2 separate regions of the Xenopus laevis genome follow, and region 2 is linked to region 1. A link is a contact called in public Hi-C data. All regions are on one chromosome and are shown on one strand. Each heading gives the region's core, a stretch centred on a gene start, on an enhancer-like site or on the middle of the called end of the contact. The rest is flanking DNA. Distances are from core to core; before and after follow the strand shown. Region 1 holds the start of tmem74b.L (transmembrane protein 74B L homeolog). Region 2 overlaps LOC108701997 (traf2 and NCK-interacting protein kinase).

Region 1 (7,013 bases), core at 2,235-4,734:
GCTTATCCCTTGCACTTAATAATTGTAGTGTATTGTACCTCTTGCCCTGCAGCCTCAACACAGAGCTCAGAAAAGATAGTTCCGTTCCCTTGCACTGACTGTGAGTGCAAGGAGCAGCCTCTTGTACAGAAACTCCCAAACTCTATTTGTGTTCTTCTCCTTTATTATAAATAAATACAGTGAGACACACAGAATTCTTGGCTTATTTCATTGGGGAGCAAGTAGCACCAAGTGCTCAGTACCTTGGCACAGCCTCCAGAAGGGGTTATGGTGTATTGCCTCTACCTGCAAATTAACTTGTACTGGGGCAGTGGGCCAGGGAAGCAAATGGGCATGTTATCCTACAAATACAAATGGAGATAAAGGGCTTGAGACACTGGCATCAAACACTGCATATCTTTTAATGCTGCCCCTTACTTGCTGTGCCTTGGTATCACAAGTAGGAGGGGTTACTTGGACATTTAATGGGGTGGAAAGTGTATGATATTTAATTAGTCAATGCAATATTAGTAAGCACATGTGTACTTGAAGGCAAAATGAACTGTTAGTATGTTATAGATTGGCCAATTGTTTCTTTTTCTGCCTTATTCCAGTTTTTAGAGGGCAGACCATCTATTTCTCTGAAAAGGCTCCATTGATTTTCCCACAGCACTGCCTGGTTACTAGGGGAACTGGACCTTAGCAAACGGATAGCTGCTGGAATTCTAACCAGCTAAATCATTCAAATCCCATAAAAAAGACAAGTTGCAAATTGTCTCAGAATATTACCTTCATACTAGCAGATAATTTAAATGGAAGTAAAAGTTGTATTGACACAAATGGCTCTAACATAAAGTCCAGACATCCCCCCGTAAGAACAATAAATGGCCAATTAATGGGGAAGTTCAGTTCTTGGGTCCTTTCCTTGAAGGGCCATTCCCCTTGGCTGAGCACTGTTAATGCCAATGCAGCCAGGAGCATTATCCCTATTGGCTGGCAATATGATTTATATTGTGGTAATGGGCCAGGAAGAGGTGGGGCATGTGCAGTAGCAGGAAATATAAATACAGTCCTCTTTTTGCAGAATCCTTATTTCGGCATAGGGACTGTATTTATAGATGCTCCCAAAAGTTGTACTTCCCCTTTAACAGTGTGGATATGAGTGAGGAAGCTGGTGGCGCTGGAAGCTGATGACATGGAGTGAATTGCAAGGGTCAATGGCATTACAGTGGCTATAGTACAATCATGCCCTGGGCATCTATTCCAGCCCAAAAATCCCTACTAAAGCGATAATGCTCCCTGCATCCAGCATGTGCCTGACATGTTGGTGGCCCTAAGGAGACCTCTCATAAGTAACCTCTGCCCCTGTATCCAGCAGGTACTAAGATGCCTGATGATTTGCTGCTCCATTCCCAGTCGGATGCAGAACTTCATGTTCCACCAGTACTTGCCCCCCATCCGATGACAGGTGCCTCATCTGCAGGTTTAGGGAGCCGTAGGTTTTCCTGGGACCCCGAGCAGGGAATTGTTTCCTGTGGTAGAGTTCACCTTTGCAGATGGAAACCATGAGGAGCAGGGAGAGGAGTGTGCCACCCAGAGTCAGCAGCCCCAGGCCGGCAATGATACATTTGTCCAGGTGGGTGCCCAGGCGGGCATAGTAGTGCTCCAGTCTCTCCATTTCACGGGCACTCACAGACTCTGGACTGACACGTACCTCTCGTGGGATCATGTAAGCAATGGCCACCAGAATTATACCATTGACCAAAAGAATAAGGGAACAGATGAAACCATAATCCACAGAATGGCGGGGTGTCTCCGGGACCTGGCTGTCCTCTGAGTGAGGAGATGCATCACCTGTCCCCAGTTGCCCCCTTACCTCAGGGTTGGGGCTGCACTGATGGAAATGCCCCAAATTATCTTCAAAGATGAGGTCTGTGGGCTCCTCATAGGCTGGATTCTCAAATGCTCTGCTTTCTTCCCAATGCGGTGACCTGGTTCCATGTCCGGCTGGTAGGTTTCTCAGCTCTAGGGAATCTGCACGAGCCATTGGCGAGGGCTGAACATGCTGCGCTCAGGGAAGCACATGGCACGAGAGCTTAGAACAAATGAGAGATAAATAGGGTAAGGGCCAATGGCTGCTATCTGCCCCCTACCTAAAAATACTGGCACCTTCCCTTCCCCAAGCCTAATAATACTGGTACCTTTCCCTCAGCCTAATATAGGCACTTGCCCCCTATAATTATAACATTAACATCTTCCCCTCAGCCTAATAATACTGGCACTTTCCACTCAGCCTAATAATTTAGCACCCGCCAGCCTAGTACTTGTCCCATAATAACACTGGCACTTTCCACTCAGTCTAATAATACTGCAATCTGCCCCCTATGATAACATTAATGGCATCTTCCCCTCAGCCTTATAATACTGACACCTGCTCCTCTATAATAATACTGACACTTTCACTTGGCCTATTAATACTGGCACCCTCTCCTCAGCCTAATAATACTGGTACCCTCCCCTCAGCCTAATAATTCTAGCACCTGCCCTCTGTAACACTGGAACCTTCCTTTTAGCCTAATTCTACTGGCACCTGCCCCCCCATAATAATAACTCTGGCACCTTCCACTTAGCCTAATAATACCGGCACCTGACCCCTTATAATAACAATGCTGGCATCTTCTCCTCAGCCTAATAATGCTAGGACCTGCCTCCCTACAATAATAATGACAAATTAATACCCTCCCCTCAGCCTAATAACACTAGCACCTGCCCTCTATGATACTGAAACCTTCCTTTTAGCCTAATACTACTGGTACCTGCCCCCCCCATAATAATAACACTGGCACCTTCCACTTAGCCTAATAATACCGGCACCCGACCCCCTATAATAACAACTCTGGCATCTTCCCCTCAACCTAATAATGCAAGCACCTGCCTCCCTATAATAATACTGACACTTTCACGTTATTCTTCACCTATTAATACTGGCACCCTCTCCTTAGCCTATTAATACTGGCAGCCTCCCCTGAGACTAATAATACTAGCACCTGCCCTCTATATAACACTTTCCACTCAGTCACTCAATACTGGAACCTGCCCCCTATAATAATAACAGTGGCACCTCTAATAATACTGGTACTCCCCCCCCCATCTGCCCATAATAATAACATCGGCACTTTCCACTCTAATAATACTGGTGCCCGCCCTGGCCTGTCCCCCCCCCCCCCAATAAAAATGTTGGCACCTTTGAATCAGACTAATAATTGTATCACCTGCTCCAACTCAGCCCAATAACACTGGGACGTGCCCCTATAATATAACAATGGAGACAATGATAACAGAGAGAGAGAGGACAGGGACCTCCTCCTCCCCGGCCGGCAGGTGCCTCTGGAATGGACAAACACAGCAATCACTCACGGACCCTTCCATTACCTCTTTCTCAGCTCACAGAGATGCTTCGGGTTTGGGCCGGAAACCAGATCCGCCTTTCCACACTGGAAGCAGCAGCCACCGGACCGGGACTTATCTGTGTTGTCTGGGAGACATCAAAGCGCCATCTGCAGTGCACAGGTAGAGATAAAACGATACTAATTGTGGCTGTGCGCGCCACCTGCCGGGGAGAGAGGGGAAAAGCAAGGGCTGCCAGAGACAATTAGCCGGGCGGGCCAATGAGAGACGACTGCTTTATTCCAATGTTACAGCCCCAGCCCCTTACCCTCGCCCTGCTGCATGGGACAACTCCAGGGTGAAAGGTGCAAATGACCCCATGGACACATATTTCATAAATCCCCCATCACACAGGCAGTCGGAGACAGAACAAAGCCCATTTGCGTCAAAAAAATCATATAAAGCCACGTGAATTTATGTTTCTTAAAAAATCCAATTATAAATAAATATCTTACTGCCGTTCACTTTACTGCATCTTTGCTGCTGTCCAACCGCTCCCAGCCAACGATTAGTGGTAAATTAATGGATGAACAATAGTAACACTGATATTCCCACTGGCTCCCACCCTCTAGTGTTTATATAACCACTAGTTCCTCCCCCTAAACATTTATATACTGGCTCCCATCTCCTAGCACTTATATTCCTACTGGTTCATCACCCTAGTGTCTATATTAAAATACTGGGTTTTGTCCTTAGAGTTTATATTTATCTACTTGGTTCTGCCCCATAGTGCTAATATTCTTTTATTGGGTTCTGCCCCCTAGAATGTATTTATTTACTGGGTCCCATCCCCAAGTAATTATATTCCCACTGACTTCCACCCCTAGTGCCTATATTCCCACTGGGGCCCACAGTCCACCGCCCTAGTTCTTATATTTCTGCTTGAGAGCTAATATTGATGGATATAGCCAAAAGCAGTGCAGCCAACAGTCACATGATTCAGAGATCTATATCTAGATATTGTATCAGCCAGAAGTGATAGCTATTTAGAACTTCTGTTCCATTAGGAGGCAGAGGTCACCACTCAGGACAGGGAAGAGCAGGAGTGGACAGGTCATTGTCAGGTTCTGGGTAGAATATTCAGTTTCTGATCTGATGCTTCTGCCGACTATGAATCTCTTCTAGGCCTCTTTCCTTATTCTTGTGATCCAGTTTGGGAACTGTTATTAGAGCTGGTTCTGGTTCTTTTCTCAGGTGGTCACTATGACCTTCTTGCCCCAGTACTGAGCTGTCAATACCCCGGCAAAGAACATCCATGAGCAACAGAAAGAACATCCATGAGCAACAGAGATAATTGGGGACACCAAGGAGAGACCCAGCAATGCAATGCTATTTCAAGGTTATACCTGATGTAATAGCAATTCAGTGTTTGCTCAGTGTGTTTAAGTAGATTAAAGGGAGAGCACAGGGGCTTAGGGCTCTTTTCTGGATACCACCTAGCCGGGAGGTGGGCACAGGATTGGGTCTGGGCAGTGCCAGGCCCAGTTAGGAAAGTTAGTGATAGCTTTGTTGATAACTACAGGAATGAAAGACAGGCAGGATTCAGTAGCTGAGCAGCTGCAAGCTGTGGTGATCAGACCACCAGTATAGGGACTGAAGTGGTTGAATTTCAGGGACACAGCAAGTGACATGCCTGGAGCAAGGGACCCAGGGCTGCCATCAGGGGGCACAGGGGGTATAAGTGTACCGGGCCCGGGCCTGAAGGGGGGCCTGCCAGTGCTAAACTTTTCGAAAGACAATGTAATTCTCCTACCGCACACCTGTAGTTCACCAATCCTGCAATTGGTGGTGCGTTCCTTCCGTTGACCCGGCCGGGTCCCTTAGCAACCAATGTGTATAAGAACGCACACACACTGATTAATGCAGTCGGGGAATATCACCTTTTATTCAGCCACCAAACATCAACGTTTCAGGGGGGAACACATTCCCCCCCGAAACATTGATGTTTGGTGGCTGAATAAAAGGGGATATTCCCCGACTGGATTAAAATGTTCTAAAGAGCCTGGCCCCAATTGACAGTGCCGAAGCCTTGCCACCTACTTCAGAAGTCCCGAACAGCCAGAAGGCGGAAGTGCGAAAAAGCCAAACAGACGAAGTCCCGAATAGTCAAAAAGACCCGAAGCCAAAATTGAAGTCCTGAAGCGGCGAAAAGACCCGAAGCCAAGAAAACAGGCGGAATTGAAGTCCTGAATCGGCGAAAAGACCCAAAGTCACGAATGGAAGCGAAGTTGAAGTCCTGAAGCCACGAGTTCAATTCCTCTGAACACCAATGTGTATTTTCTTTATTTTTTTTAATCCCCTGGCCACCAATGTATTATTTTAATACTCTATCCCCTGCCACCGATGTTTTTTTTAAAAATGTTCTTTGGGGCCCCAATTTTTTTTAAACTTGTAAGGGGGGCCCTGGCACCAATGCTTTTTTAAAAAAAAACTTTTATGGGGGGCCCTGACGCCAATATTTTTTTTAACTTATAGGGGGCCCTGGTCCCCAATAGCTTTTTATAACTTGTGTGTGTGTGTGTGTGGGAGGGGTTACCTTTTTTAGCGCTGATGTCTGTGTGGTCTTTTAACTGTGATGTGGAGTGGGCGGTATCTGGGGCGGGGCTTGTTGTACGGGGCCCTGTGATTTCTATCGGCGGCCCTGATTAGGGACCACAGTAAGAGTCCAATGGTGAACTTATATGCTCATTAAGAAGAAGATACTTGTGCTTTATTCATGTGCTACTCATTTATGAGCAGAGTTCTGATGCCACCAGAAGTAATATGCCTTTAGTCCTCTAATTATTTGCCTAAACTGTCAGTGGTCCAGAAGTTATCCACCAGTAGGGTTGCCACCTGGCCGGTATTTTACCGGCCTGGCCGGTAAAAATGATGCTAGATGCCAATGTTATTAATAGGAAAAAACGGCAAGAATATAGGCAGGCCGGTATTTTTTTACAGAAAAGGTGGCAACCCTATCCACCAGAGTGAGAAGATCCAGCATTAATGCATTGCTAGGAGTTGCTTGGAGTTGTCCTCTAAATACTGGTTTACAAAAGGCACACTTGAAGCAGTACACATGTGTACAACACTTCTATAGGGCACACCCAAGCCCAGATTTCTGGTGCGGCGCCCCTAGGCCTCGCAGTTCGATCGGGTGGCCGCGCGGTCCTAGCGCCCGCCCACACTCCCCCTGTGTGCCGTGAGCGCACACGTGCCTGCGCTGAAGCGCCGGCAAACGGCGCTGTTGAACGCGCATGTCCCCATAATGCAGCTGGGTGGCATGCTGCCCCTAATTTTTTGCCACCCTAGGCCCGGGCCTATGTGGCCTCGCCACAAATCTGGGCCTGGGCACACCTCATGGTGGGCTACAAACAAGTGGTGCAACATTACCTTTAAAGAAAAATACTGCACTGTAATATAATTTTTTGCGCTGTGTTTGTCTTTTCCTAAATTGTACAAGCCCTGGCTTTATTCCTTTGAACTTGTAACTATTGACACATCTGGAGGGGAACGGATTTTTTAAGCCAGCAAGAATAGAACTACAAAAACCCAGGAAAACTGAACTTTCTGGACTCAGATAGGACCTTGTCTTACACAGAGGCCCA
Region 2 (7,349 bases), core at 2,741-5,240, 86 kb before region 1:
CTGCTAGTTTGGGGAAATTTATGACAATGGGGGATTTTAATTACCCTGATATTGACTGGAGCAACAGTACTGCCATTGTAAACAGTGCAATTTAGAAATAATAACAACACCATAAAAATCATGACAGAATCCCTTTAATGGGAAAAAATGTATACACTTGTTGCATGATAACTTTGTGGCACAAGTTGTTGAGGAACAGTGTGAACGCACTCACTAGTCCTCCTCTGTTTGATTGCCTGGTGCACAGTCCTCTAGGGAGACGGCACTCCCCGATCTCCAATTGAAAGAAACGAAAGGAGAAACTGGCACACAGGAGCATAAACAAACGGGGTAAACCCCTTACGTGTTTATTACGTCAAATGATGCACAACGTTTCGGGGGCACGCCCCTTCGTTAAGAGAGGACAGAATGTAAAACAAAAATTGTTACAACGTGAAAGTTACTGGATCTGGCTACTTCAAACGCAAGTACCAAAGGGACTTAATGAAGACTTCAATTTAACTTGCTATTTATAATATAGTACATTGTAGCCATGTACCTAAGCTGATAACAAGTATAGATACATTGTTTTGGTAGTCCTGACTCCTGATATTTAACTCTGTATCTCTCTACTTTGCAGATAACAGCTGAATTGAATATTCTGCAGTAGGTAATAGCCTATAATTTTGTACCCTGTAATATTCTATATGTGTGATAATATTTCAAGTGCAAGTTATCAATTTTCTTTCACCTTTTTGGACTGTTTTTTTTTTTTGTGTATTTTGGACTTTATTGTACCATTGAATTTTTTGTAATTTTTTCTATGCGGTGGGAGGGCCTAGCAGGCTATTTAAGGGTTGTATAGACTGTCTGCAACATCACCTGACAAAGGGGCGTGCCCCCGAAATGTTGTGTATCATTTGACGCAAGAAACACGTAAGTGGTTTACCCCGTTTGCTTATGCTCCTGTGTGCCGGTTCCTCCTTTCGTTTCTTTCCATACAAGTTGTTGAGGAGCCAACCAGAAAAAAAAATGCTATACTGGATCTAGTAATCTCTAATTACTCAGAACGTATAGCAAATGTGCAAGTAATTGATCCCCTGGGTAATAGTGACCATAATGTGATCTAATTTAATGTCTGGTGCAAAAAACAAATATACCCTTGGGCAACAAAAACCCTGAATTTAAGAAAAGCTCATTTTAGCTCATTAAAGGCTGCCCTTCAGAGCATAGATTGGGACATTATGTTTTCTGCTAAAAGACAGAACAGAAATGGTTGTCATTTAAAATTATATTAAAAAGTTACTGGATTTAATTTATTCTCTTAAGAAGCAAATGTAGAAGCACCAATAACCATGATATGTGGCTCAATATGGAGGTAAAGAACTTAATAGCAAAGAAGGCATTTAAAACTACAAGTGTGTGGGGCAAATTGCTGCTCAGGCTAAGCCTAACCCCAACAAGTTTTTTAAGTATACTAATAGTAAAAATATTCCGGTTGACAGTGTTGCTCTTTTAAATAATGATACCAGTATGGTTGTAACAGATACAGAAAAGGTGAATTTGCTAAATCAGTCCTTTTCTTCAAAGTATACAATAGAGGAGTCAGAGTTCCCAGGCTTACTTCGTAGCTGCAATGATGGTTCAGCTCAATCTAGTCAGTGCCTGACTCGGGATATGGTTCATAAAGCTTAAATAAAAATGAATGTGAACAAGGGCCAGATGGCATACACCCCCAGGTACTATCAGAACTTAGTTCTGTTTTAGATTGGCCTCTATTTATGCTTTACTCAGATTTGCTTTAATCTGGTATGGTACCTATGCATTGGAGGAAAGCTGAAGTCATTCCAATATTATTGGAATTATTTCAAGGCATTGATGCCTATGTATTAATTCAATTCCCATTATTTGGGGCTTCTCTGTGGACCCGGCGGGCCTCCCCTCCATTCCACATCATAATGTATGGATGCGTTCTTATTTCTTGCTTATACTTACCTGTAACTTTCTTAAAGCAAAAACATATTGAATCACATTTTGTTAAACAAATGGCATAATCCTTCTATTTTCTTATCTTCTTGTGTTCTTATATTTTCATGTTATTGGTCTTGTTACTCATGCACATGACACAGAACTGTATCTTTGTATATATGTTGATTTGCTGCAATAATAATATATGATACAAAAGAATGAATATGAACAATTACATATTGGATGTGATATGCAGATGTGAACATGGAAAAATAAAGAATTTATAAAAAAAAAATATTTCAAGGCTTGTTAAGGGATCACATTCAAATTTTTGTCTTAGTGAATGGCATTATGAGCAGGAATCAGCATGGCTTTACGAAGGATAGGTCATGTCAAATAAATCTGATTGCTTTTTATAATGAGGTAAGTAAGATGCTGGAGTGGAGGAGCAGTAGGTATGATGTATTTGGATTTTGCCAAAGCATTTGATACAGTGCCCCAGAAACGACTGCTTTCTAACTAAGGTCTGTTGGGCTTAAAGGAGAAGTAAACCCCTTAATAAAAAAACCCTACCCTACATAGGCACCCCTCCCTCCTCCCCCCCAGCCTAGCTGCTACCCCGGGCAAAGGCCCTTAACGTTTCACTTACTCCTCAGTGCAGATTCATGGCATCGAGTTCATGGGCAGTGGGACTGGCTAGACTTGCTCAAATAATCCCTAGTATGGTCAATATTGGCCAAACTGCCCAATCTGCCAAATATAAGCACGTATGGCTCCCCTGTAGTGGGAGTGATCATGAGGAGAGGCAAGCATTAGAATGTAAACATGACTATATATTGGAAGGTATGCTTGCTTGGCAAGGTCAATAAAGAAGCAGTTCTTACACAAATATGCCCATCTTTAGGTGAATGATATCAGATCAAACGACAGGCTGTTGAAACTAGCACCACATCAACGAGCCAATGCAGTCTTCACCCAATGAGATTTTTAAAACTTTCCGATCGATATCTGGAATTTGTGGCCAGATATTGGTCAGTAAGCCCCATACACAGACAGGTGCCAACTTGGACTGAAGGAGCCAAATCAGCAGCTAAAATTTGCCTGTGTATGGCCACCTAAAGTCTGAATGTAAGTCTGAGGAGATGTAGGTGATAATGAGGAAGGGCAAAGTGCAAGTGGAAGGGGTGAATGCAAGAATAGAAGGGTTGATGATTCAGCCATAGTCCAGGGAAGAACATGTTTGAACCCCTTATCTCACCAGATTAAACCTTTAAACTGATCTTCCAGAAATGTCAATGAGAACCAATAGGAATTCTCCCCAAATCTACCCCTAACTGCTGTACAGGGCAGCCCCCTGTGTGTGTGGGGGGCCACTCACGTGTTTTGTGCTGACATATTGCTAACATAAAATGACAGAACTGGATCATGAAAGGTGAAAGATATATTAAATTATATAGAATGAGTATAGCACCAACAAATTATGCAGCAGCACTGTACAAAGATTATACAACACCCACTGGTTCAGCTCTATGGACATTAGGGATAATATTTGGACAAGTGCTCAGAATCTACCCCTAATTGGTAGCTCTGTTACCCCAAGCCTGTGGCAGCAATGTGGTCTTTTCACCCTCTGTGCAACTATTCTCCCTGTGTGACTAAATATACCCCCATTCTCTAATGTGGGGGGAGATGGTATATTAAATGGCCACAGACCGAACTGTAGCCCCTTACAGGTAGCAGCACTCCATGGTTGATAGAGGTACATGCTCTTGGGTGTATATGGTCCCATGTCTGACAGATATCACTACTAGTCAAACAGTATGAGTCTTTAATGAATGTTCTGGAATGCAGAAACATTGTGTAAATGTGACAACAATCTTTTCAGAGAGGGTTGCAAGCCTGCCACTGTGTATGGGGAGGTGTCGGGGACTCTCAGGTAAAGCCACAGCCTGTAATATCCACCTGCACTGCCCTGTACAGACTACTGACTGTGACACTATACTGTAGCAGCCACAGTGTCACATGCACTTCCCCAGCATCCCACGGGGAGGTGCTGCTTCCCCTCCCTACATACCCATCAATAAATTATTTGGATAGAGAGCAGGCGAGTTGGTAAGAAGGATTAAGATACTTAGTACTGATATACAGAGCAGTGAGCAGGATATCGTTACTCTGTAATGTTCTATAGAGTGGGAAATTGATGAGTAGGAAATAGATACTAAGTACTGTTATACAGAGCGGGGAGTGGGTGAGCAGGGTAAGAATACTCAGTACTGTTATACAGAGTGAGGAGTGGGTGAGCGGGATATACATACTCAGTACTGTTATACAGAGTGGGCAGTTGGTGAACAGGGAAGGGATCATCAGTACTGTTATACAGAGCAGGGAGTTGGTGAGTGGGATATAGATACTCAGTACTGTTATACAGAGCAGGGAGTTGGTGAGCAGGGTAAGGATAATCAGTAATCTTATACAGAGAGGGGAGTTGGTGAGCAGGGTATAGATACTCAGTACTGTTATACAGAGTACGGAGTGGGTGGGCTGGGCATAGATACTCAGTACTGTTATACAGAGTAGGGAGTGGGTGGGCTGGGTATAGATACTCAGTATTGTTATACAGAGCGGGCAGTTGGACATAGATATTGTTATACAGAGCGGGCAGTTGGCGAGCAGAGTATAGATAGTACTGTTATACAGAGTGAGCAGGGTAGGGATACTCCGTGCTGTTAAACAAAGTGGGGAGTTGGTGAGCAGGGTAGAGATACTCAGTACTGTTGTACAGAGTGGGGAGTGGGTGAGCAGGTTATAGATACTCAGTACTGTCATACAGAGTGAGGAGTGTTTGAGCAGGGTAGGGATACTCCGTGCTGTTATACAAAGCGGGGAGTTGGTGAGCAGGGTAGAGATACTCAGTACTGTTGTACAGAGTGGGGAGTGGGTGGGAAGGGTATAGATACTCAGTACTGTTATACATAGTGGGTGAGCAGGGTATAGATACTCAGTACTGTTATATACAGTATACTGTGCTTATACCCAGGTTCCCATGCACACATGGACAGATAAAGACTGTAGCCATGTACAGCTGTGGAACCTTCAGGTGCCTGCGCCAGATGCAGCAAGTGACTAACCTCACATTCTCAGGCTATTGACCCCTCTGTGCTTTCCTAGTATTGTGTCAGGTCAGGCCAGTTGCTAAGGAATGCTGCAGGTACTTGTTGGGTGGATAGACACAGGGGACACCCAGCCCCTTCCCCTCTATTGTCTTCATTTTAGCTGGAAGCATCACTGCTAAATTAGTTGAACAGGAAGTGATATTGGGGTCATCAGGCAGGCACTCCCCAGCACCTCTTCCTGTCCCCTGGGCCACATGTGAGTTGCACTGCACTATATCTGTAGGGGGCGCTGTGGGGTGTGGGTCCCACGCAGACTGAAATATTCTTTCTTTCCAGCTGCTCCATGGCTCTTTGGGCTGGGAATGACTACAGTTGAACCCCCATTTTACATTTTCAGGGGCCAGGAAAAAAAGTGTGTAAAATCACGGCAAATGTAAAATTAGGGAAATGTGTTAAAGCAACTTGTTATAAGTACTTAAAGGATGTAAGCACAGGAGTCAGATTTACTGAGAAATACAATACATCATACTAAAAGTTAAAAGGTGAACAACCCCTTTACGGTGTGCATTGGGCTGTTCTTCAAGTTGTATTATGTTTCATTTTGGTTATAATTGACCTAAGGAAAACAGTACCTCTGGCCTAGTATAAGTATACATTTCTAAAATAGAATATGAAGACATAATTTGAATGCCCATCCTATGTTAGATGTCATCAATGCATGTCTCTGCCTACATAGCTTACAATCTAAATAGTAGGTGGTGAGGAACTGATTGCATCTGCTATAAGGGAATGGGAAGAGAGCGAGGTGCAATGTGGGCAATGTTAATACAGATTGATCCAGGTCCAAAGTGGCTGTTAGAAGGAATATGGATACAGATAGATTTACAGGAAAAGAAAGAGATGGAGCAAAAAGAAGAGATGGAGCAGACAGATGGAGGGGCAGAAGGAAGAGAGGGTCAGAGGGATAGGGAGAGGCAGATGAGGGGCAAATGCTTAGTTCTTAGAGACTGGGCAATATTCAGAAGGGCCCGGCATGAATAGTCCCTAGAAATTTTGAGACCCCTTGTGTATGTGATCTAAACAGCTGATGTTACTCTATAATAAGCTATTCATATAAAGAGTTCCATTAATTTATTTGCAAATTAACAGTCTGTTCATTGGGGGGCAGTGGAGTTTAAAACCTACTCACTTACCTGCCCTTGTCACACTGCTCTGCCTGTTGTTGCCAGATACATGTTTCTACAAAAGTAATATCGTAAATTGCAAATGTTTAGGGGCCCAATTAGCGATGAGCGGAATATTTCTCCAGGTTTCGCCACGAAAATGGGTGAAAAAAAAATTGGCATGCGTCAAAAAAATATTGTTGCCCATTGACTTCAATGCATTTCGTCAATTTTCTTTGAAGCATAATGTGTCAGATTCGTCCATCACTAGGACCAATGATCTGGCTATGGGGCCCAATAACCAGTCATTCCACTGCTGAAAAGTTCCTATAGGAGATACTCATATAATTTAGTAAAGAGCTCCCAATATAAACAGCTGATTACTCTATAATAAGTAGTTCACATAAAGAGTTACAATAAATCGGTGGTCAGTGGAAGTTTTTTAATTCATTGGTGGTCAGTGGAGTTTGCCCCTGTCAAGCTTCTCTGTGTTGTCCTTTGCTTGATAAGGGCATTACATAAGTTTGTAAGCAGTTTTTGCCGAAGTTACATAAAGTTGACGTTACTCAGCTGAGGAAGATTTCATTGGGCCCAAGACAACAGTCCCCCCCTGTCCCCCCTTCTCATTGGCAGCCCTGTATGTATTTATACCACTGGTATGTATGATGGGGCTCTCTAAAAGTTGTGTATTGTTTTCTGTCTTCTGATACATCAACATTATTAGCTGATGTGTGTGTATCCAGTGTCATTCCTCTATCTCCTCCCAAACTTCCTCCATTCCTTTTCTTTTAGCCCACTAATCATATGACTTAAGCTTTGAAGTAAGGTCCCTGAGACCAACCCACATCCGGATGCCCTGCAGCAGGGCCGTTTATGTCATTTCTCTCTGGCCTCCTTATCTGCCCCTAAAAAAGGCAGCTCCATCTGATTCCCATTCCTGTAGGACAGTGAGTGGATCTGCCATGCTGCACAGCTCCTCAATGTGACGGATCTTCCTGAACCCATCCTTCTTTATTTCCAGCTGATCCGTTATTGGAGGCAAAACTCCACTTTCTGCCTGGAGGAGCAAACTGAGCATGCTCAAGCCCTAGCCCTTGAGGTTTATGCTGAAAACAGGAAGTCTGAT

What was found. A called contact is a pair of places that touch in the nucleus more often than the background predicts.
Region 2: a Hi-C map of the XL177 cell line shows a contact between it and region 1, with 4 times the contacts expected there. The contact joins the enhancer-like site here to the promoter of tmem74b.L in region 1. A contact is called at or near these places in 2 of 4 Hi-C or Micro-C datasets (the XL177 cell line and the XTC cell line).

The regions. Positions count from the first base shown.
Region 1 is chr9_10L:18,828,645-18,835,657 of Xenopus_laevis_v10.1, reverse strand. tmem74b.L (transmembrane protein 74B L homeolog) reads right to left here and starts at 3,484. Exons shown (of 2, transcript NM_001096669.1): 1 at 3,412-3,484; 2 at 146-2,074. The coding sequence starts at 2,026. The coding sequence ends at 1,361. All of the region lies in intron 6 of LOC108701997 (traf2 and NCK-interacting protein kinase), which reads left to right. It overlaps psmf1.L (proteasome inhibitor subunit 1 L homeolog), which reads left to right. Exons shown (of 7, transcript NM_001094822.1): 7 at 1-189.
Region 2 is chr9_10L:18,914,377-18,921,725 of Xenopus_laevis_v10.1, reverse strand. The region is part of intron 6 of LOC108701997 (traf2 and NCK-interacting protein kinase); the gene reads left to right. Among protein-coding and RNA genes, the nearest start is that of csnk2a1.L, 5.4 kb to the left of the region's middle. Within about 2 kb of position 3,990, at least 1 of the 7 cell types and tissues checked has an H3K27ac peak or open chromatin away from gene starts, as enhancers often do.